Linked DNA regions of Sus scrofa: region 2 is linked to region 1. A link is a contact called in public Hi-C data. All regions are on one chromosome and are shown on one strand. Each heading gives the region's core, a stretch centred on a gene start, on an enhancer-like site or on the middle of the called end of the contact. The rest is flanking DNA. Distances are from core to core; before and after follow the strand shown.

Region 1 (3,118 bases), core at 393-2,892:
TGGAGCCAACCCAGAGCCATGCTGAGAAGGAGCAAAGGCTGGGACCGCCACCTCACCTCTGGATGGACTTGTTCTGTCGGAGGAGTTTTCCCAGAGCCTCAGCTCCTGCAGCGCGAAGGTTATTGCCCTAGAACAGGAAGAGGCCAGCCCGTCATTCCTGGAGTCCTGGGCCGGGCTCCGAACACCCTCATTGGGAAGTGGGTGAGGTCACAGCGAGCTATGGGCGGGAAGCGCGGAATCCTTTCAGATTCTGCTTTCCCTGACCACAGTGGCCCCCTGATGCAGGCTCTTGGTTTGCTGTGGAATGCTCTGGAACTCACATTCCTGCCCTCAGAACACTGGCACACGTGCAGGAGACTGAGAGTCAGTGCGTACAGACACCATCTCTCGCCGCCATCGGGATCCCCGGGCCCCAGGACAACTGCAGCTTCGCTACTCTCCCTGGCCGGGGGGCAGGGCCCTAAGCGCAGATCCACCCACCTTTAGATCCAGAAACCGCACCACGGTGTTGACACACAGTCCCTGCAGCAACATCGTGGCTCCTGTAAGGGACCAGGACAGTCACTCTCCGCTCCTGGTGGCTCCATCAGGGGCAGCTCCCCAGACGGAGGGAAGGGACGAGGGTCCCCGACCAGCCAGGGTTCATGCCAAAAATGAGTCAGTCGCCCCACTCCTGTGTCAGGTTTGACACGCGGCAGGTGCGGAGTCCGGCTGCAGACCCCCCCCCATGCGGACTCTCCTAAGCCAGCTGGCTGGGGGCGCTAAGGTTTTTTCGCTACAGAGAGATGCTCCCCAGTTTCCCGAGTGAATGCTGCTGCTTGCTTTGACTACAGTGAAGGGGAGACTCCCAAAGAAGAGGACAGGCGGGCCACCGAGCACCAAGGCCTGGGGGTGCTGAGCAGCAGGGCAAACAAGCCCAGGGACGCCGACCCCTGCCCGCCCTTCGAAGCTGCAAGGGCTGCTGTGGCCACTGCGGTCCGTCGGTGCCCACCCTCGTCGCTCAGCATGCAGTCACTCAGGACCAGTTCCGTCAGCAGCGCCTCCTTCTGCAGCAGCTTGCCCAGAGCCCTGCAGGTGTCCAGCGTCAAGCTCTGTGTGGCCAGGTCCAGCCGGCCCCGCAGCAGCCCGTGCAGCCGCTGCAGGACGGCCTCCTGGGGCTCGGCCCCGCTCTCCTTGCACAGCCGGCTGTAGGCGCGCTGGAGCTCCTCCATGAGGGAAGGGCTGGCGGGGCTTCCGGCAAAGCTCCCAGACAGGCCTCACCCGGAGGCGGGGAGGCTGGGGAAGTGGGCTGCTGGCTCCTGCTCCCCTGCCCCAGTCCTTGCTGGCTGTAAGCCTCCCCCTGGGGTCTACGGAGAGCCCCCGACAGCGCAGGGGGGCGCACACAGACCCTACGCCCTCAGCAACCGCGGAATGAGGAGCAAACAGTTGCTTCAACTGGCGGGAGGCCCCGAGAGGGCGGGGGCGGGTGATCCTCGGGGTCGCCGAAGCCCAGGATCCGGGAGGAGGATGCTCTCGGGGGCGGGGCGTCTAGCGGAGGGGCCGCTCCCGCCCCCGCCCCAGGCCTCGCGCCTAGGAACCCCGCCCGCTTGCCGCGGGGGCTGGCGGCCGCGGTGCCCCTCAGTATCCAGGAAGAGCGGGGCGCGCCGGGAAGGCCTGGCGGAAACTACGACTCCCAGGACGCTTTGCGGGGGCGGTGCGCTCGCTTAGGACCAATTAGGGCGAGGGAGTGGGCGCGCGCGGCGACCCCATTGGCTGGGGGGCGCAGGGGCGAGGCTTCAGAAGGCGCGCTACGGGTCGATTGGCTGGAGGCGCGGGGGCCGGGCTTCTGAGAACGCACAACTTGGCGGCGGTCATGGAGGAAAGCGGCACGGGCTTCCGGAAAGTGAGCGAGGGACTGCGAGGCGGGGCGGAGCGGGACGGGCTAGGGGGCTCGGGGAAGGCACTGGGAGCGAGCTCGGGGCCCGGCCCCCTGCGTGAGCCACGTGTGGGCCCTAAACCAGTCCCCGTCCTGCCGGCCGGTACCTTCTAGGGTCGGCCCATTCCCAGAATCGGCCACGACCCCCATCCCGCGCGTACTTAGTCCTCCGTGGCCCGAGTGGGTGGGTCGCTAGGCCGGCAGGCTCGGTTCCCAAACCCTTCGGGCTGTGAGTGGTCTCTGGGTTTCGCTTTGTTGCTCTGCGCTAAGGGTAGGAAGCACTGAGCTTTTGATAGCAGCCCTTTGTGTACCTGGGTGAGGACTTCCTTGTCCAGCCAGCCCCTAGTGGGGGAGTTCTCCCTCTTCACCCTGGATGGCCACTTTGCCCAGGCCTAGAAGGAGTTAATGCGTCAAAGGGGAAATCACTGAGGCTGGGCCCTCCCTGCACTGTAATAGCTGCAGAGGGGAGCACTGGCTGGGCCTCCTTCTTGGGATCCTGGGCAGCTCTGGAGTCCTAGCCCTGAGGCCTCGGGCTAGAGCTGGGGTTGCCGTCATTACCCACGAGCAGGCCTGTCCCAGGCGAGGGGCACGGGGCCGGGGTGGGGGGTTGTGGTCCTCCACACAGAGAGACAGAGGCTGACCAAATCCCAGATCTCATGCTGCCCTTTGCAAGCTTGGGGACCCCCCTCTCCCAGCTGGTGCTGGCTCCTTTAGTTGTCAGGGTAAGCCGGTGCAGCAGCTGCTCCCCAGGTGGCAGCCTGGCTCTTTCAGCTCTTCCCTGGAGTCTGGGATCTAGTGGGGCAGCAGGGCCTTCTGGGCTTTCTTGGTGGGACCAGCAGGTGGCGCCAAGCTCGCGCGCTCACTCTGGGAGGGTGCGCGAGGCCGCTGCGACGCTGCCGCAGGTACGGGCTGCTGCAAGCTCTCACCCTCCTGAGCCCTGGCCGGGGCAAGCTCCGCTCCCCGTCACGCGCGCTGCTCTCCCGCTTTGCTCAGCAGCTCTGGGCGAGGCCGTGCCATCTCCCGTGGACAAGGCTGGAGGCCTGGAGGGTCCCAGCACACCTTGCCTGCACAACACCCCGTCTGGGCTCCCCCTGCTGCTGTCCTCTTGGCCCCTCGTTCACAGCCTCTCTCGTCTGGCCTCCACCCTCAGCAACCTTCCCCGGTTCTCATCACCAGCGTCTGCCATCTCTCAGGCCCAGCTGC
Region 2 (3,108 bases), core at 312-2,811, 170 kb after region 1:
GACCGGGGAGGGGGCGGGGGGCAGGCAGCATAGAATCAGGAGCAGGTGGGGCAGTGACCTGCCCTCTCTGCAGGTCCGAGTGACAGGTGTGGGCCGCTCGGAAGAACGGACCAGGCTGGGTGCTGACGCCCCTCGGCCCCTTGGGGGAAACCTCGCCAGGACACTGCTGGCGCGCTTTGGGGAGCAGGAGGGAGCGGGCTGCCCAGTGCGACCCCTACCCCGCGGCGCCCCTGGGGGTGCCTCTGCGGTTCTGTGTATGCGCTGGGGTAGGGGAACGGGGTGCTAGATGGAGGAGAAGGGAGCGGACAGGGGCAGCAGGACCGAGCGCCCGGCGGCCCCGGGCACCCCGACCCCGTGCCCAGGGGCAGAGGACGGGGAAGCGGCCAGACCCATATCCCTCCCGAACGTGCGGGGCCAGGGTGACGGTCCGAGCCGGAAGGGCGCATCCTGGGGGTGGGAACCGGGTGTCGGATCGGAATGAGGACGGCGACAATCGGGTCCTCGGGGCCGCCCGCTTACTCTTAGAGTCGGCGCCGGCCGGTCCCGCGCTCCCGCCTTCGGCCCGCGGCCGGGAACATGCCCTCGGTGTCCGGCCCAAGGGCTCGCCGCGCGCGGCTCCGGTCGCTCAGCGCCCCCCGCCGTCCTCCGCGCGCTCGGCCGGGGGCTGGCGGCCGCCCGTCTCCGCGGCGCTGCCGGATCAGGGTCGGCGCCAGCTCCGCGCCCGCGCCCCGCGCCAGCAGCGCGCAAACTTTCCGGCGGCGACGCTGGGCCGCCGCGGAGGGGGCGGGGGCGGGGCGGGGGCGGCCCCGGGGCGCGGGGCGGGGTGGGGGGGAGCGGCGCCCCGGAGCCGCTGCCCGCGCCCCCGCGCCCGCTCCTGCCTCGCAGCCTCCTTCCCGCCCGGCCGGCCCCCCGGCCCCGCAACCCAGAGCTCGCTCGGCAGCTCTCCCCGGGGGACCCCGGACGGCGCACTGCAGCTCCCGGCGGGGACTGGAGCCCTGGATGGACAGGTGGGGGGGACAGGTGAGGGGGGCAGGGTGGGGGCTGTGCCTCGGCGCGCCTTCGTCTCGCTCCCTCCGCCTTCTCTGGGCCCCGCGCCGCTTCTTTCCCCGGTGCTGCACTGAATCCTGGAAGGACTGATTCCCTACTTAACCCCGCACCGTGGCTCCTGGGTGACCCGTCCACCGCGTCCAGAGCAGGCTGGACTGGAGTGGGGAGCCCAGGCCAGGCAGGGAGGGCGGCCCCTGGGCTGCCCCTTTAAGCCCAGGTGTCCCGCGTCGTCTCCCTTGAGCCCCCTCCAGCATCGTTCATCCGGCACCCCGCAGAGCCCGACCCCCTACCACCTCCACTGCAGGTCGTGCTGCAAGGGGGGCGCCCTGCTCCTTCCACTCCCGCTCCTTCCCAGACTCCTGCCCCCAGACCCATCCTCGCGAGCCCTCCTCTGCCCACCTCCCCTCATGCCCGAAGCCAGCATCTCAACCGCTGCTTGAGGACCAAGGCCCTTGCACTTCCTCTCCTGCCACCCCTACCCCCCCCCCACGTCTCTTGCTCAGCCTCCAGTGACCTCAGGGTCACCAGACTCCGTGGATACTTGGGGGCCTCATCTTTTCTGGCCTTTCAATATCCGGCGACTTTTTTCTGGAAAGTTCTCCCATGGCTGTGGCTTCCAGGCTGGCACTCCCACTCCTCTGTGCACTGCCCTCTGCTTTCCCTTGAAGAGTCCCCAGGGTTCCACGCGGGTCTCCTGGTGTGCCCCGGCCACGTGCCCAGGGCCCCAGCGGAGCCCCAGCCCCTCAAGCCCCTCCCATCTCTCGGATGCACTTCTTCTGCCCACGCGCCTGCTGGACACCTGGTCCTAAGGTCGCCAGTCCATCACCAGACCCCGACTCTCCCTCTGGGCCACCCTTCCGCCGTCAACCACGGTCCGGCCGCCGTCACGCTGGAATGTCCTCCCTACCCGCCTGTTGGATGCTGACCTTTGTCTTTGGGGCCCTTCTCCCGGCTCTACTTCTGTTTCAGGGGACCTTGGAACCCGTCCAGGGCTCCCCCACCCTCCAGCCCCCAGAGCAGAGGGTGGTCCTGTGCCCTGAGACGCCCTCTGGCAGCTGCCGCTTAGTAACTTGACCTCCGCGTTCCTGCCCTGCTGCTGTCTGAAGGCTCAGGAGGCGGGCAGTCCTGGGGATGCCCTCGAGACCCTCATTCTTACGTGCCCACCTGAAACCCTGCCCCCACAGCTGCTTATCTGTTGTGGTTCAGGCACCGGCCAGAAGGCAAAGGTCAGAGGCAAAGGTCAGAGCGTCTGGCTCTGCTTGCACAGGTGCTGGGGGTGGGGGTAGCTTTCTGACACTGGTGCCCAGGGACCCTCGTCCTCCACCCTCCTCTCCCCTCCCCTCGCACCCTTCTTTTGTTTGTTTGTTTGTTTTTTGTCTTCTTAGGATCATGCCTGTGGCATATGGAGGTTCCCAGGCTAGGGGTCTAATCGGAGTGGTAGCCTCCGGCCTACGCCACAGCCACAGCAGTGCGGGATCTGAGCCTCGTCTGCGACCTACACCACAGCTCACAGCAACCCCAGATCCTTAACCCACTGAGCAAGGGCAGGGATCGAACCCAAAACCTCATGGTTCCCAGTCGGATTCGTTCACCACTGCGCCACGACGGAACTCCTCTCCTCGCGCCCTTCTTCCAGCTCGCCTCCCACCTCTCTAGGGCAGGGCACCCGAGTGGGCAGCACAGATCTGGGTAGGTGCCCCCTACTCTCTCCCCAAGCTTGTGACCTTGGGATCTTGCTGTGATCTTGGCCAGCTTCAGCCTGTGGGGGGGGAATGGGCCTGCTCTGGGTGGCTGGAGAAGAAGCCCCAGGTTCTCGCTGGAAGGCGGGGCAGATCTGAGCCGCTGGGAAGCTCCTCCCGGCTGTGTGATCTTCAGGGAGGCCCTTCCCTCTCTGGACCTTTGCTGAGGCTGTTCCAGCAGTTGGGGAAGCGCTAGATGGCCTGCGCTGGGCTCCAGCAGGAAGACATGGGAAGGGGTAAATATGAAATGCGGGGAGGCGGGCCCACGAAGTGTGGACATAGCGGGGAGCAGAGGGGGAGGGGGAGGAGACAGATGGGCGGG

What was found. Hi-C and Micro-C count contacts between places; a contact is called where the count stands out from the background.
Region 2: a contact with region 1 is called in a Hi-C map of liver, with 5 times the contacts expected there. The contact joins the promoter of LOC110255939 here to the promoter of LRRC45 in region 1. A contact is called at or near these places in 3 of 47 Hi-C or Micro-C datasets (liver, mesenteric adipose tissue and subcutaneous adipose tissue) and 1 of 2 datasets of contacts at active chromatin or transcription factors (alveolar macrophages).

The regions. Positions count from the first base shown.
Region 1 is chr12:989,869-992,986 of Sscrofa11.1, forward strand. LRRC45 (leucine-rich repeat-containing protein 45) reads right to left here and starts at 1,643. Exons shown (of 17, transcript XM_021066372.1): 1 at 992-1,643; 2 at 481-542; 3 at 57-127. The coding sequence starts at 1,211. CENPX (centromere protein X) reads left to right here and starts at 1,750. Exons shown (of 4, transcript XM_021066397.1): 1 at 1,750-1,882. The coding sequence starts at 1,853.
Region 2 is chr12:1,156,488-1,159,595 of Sscrofa11.1, forward strand. It overlaps LOC110255939, which reads left to right and starts at 1,562. Exons shown (of 8, transcript XR_002336926.1): 1 at 1,562-2,273. GCGR (glucagon receptor) reads right to left here and starts at 747. Exons shown (of 14, transcript XM_021066445.1): 1 at 520-747.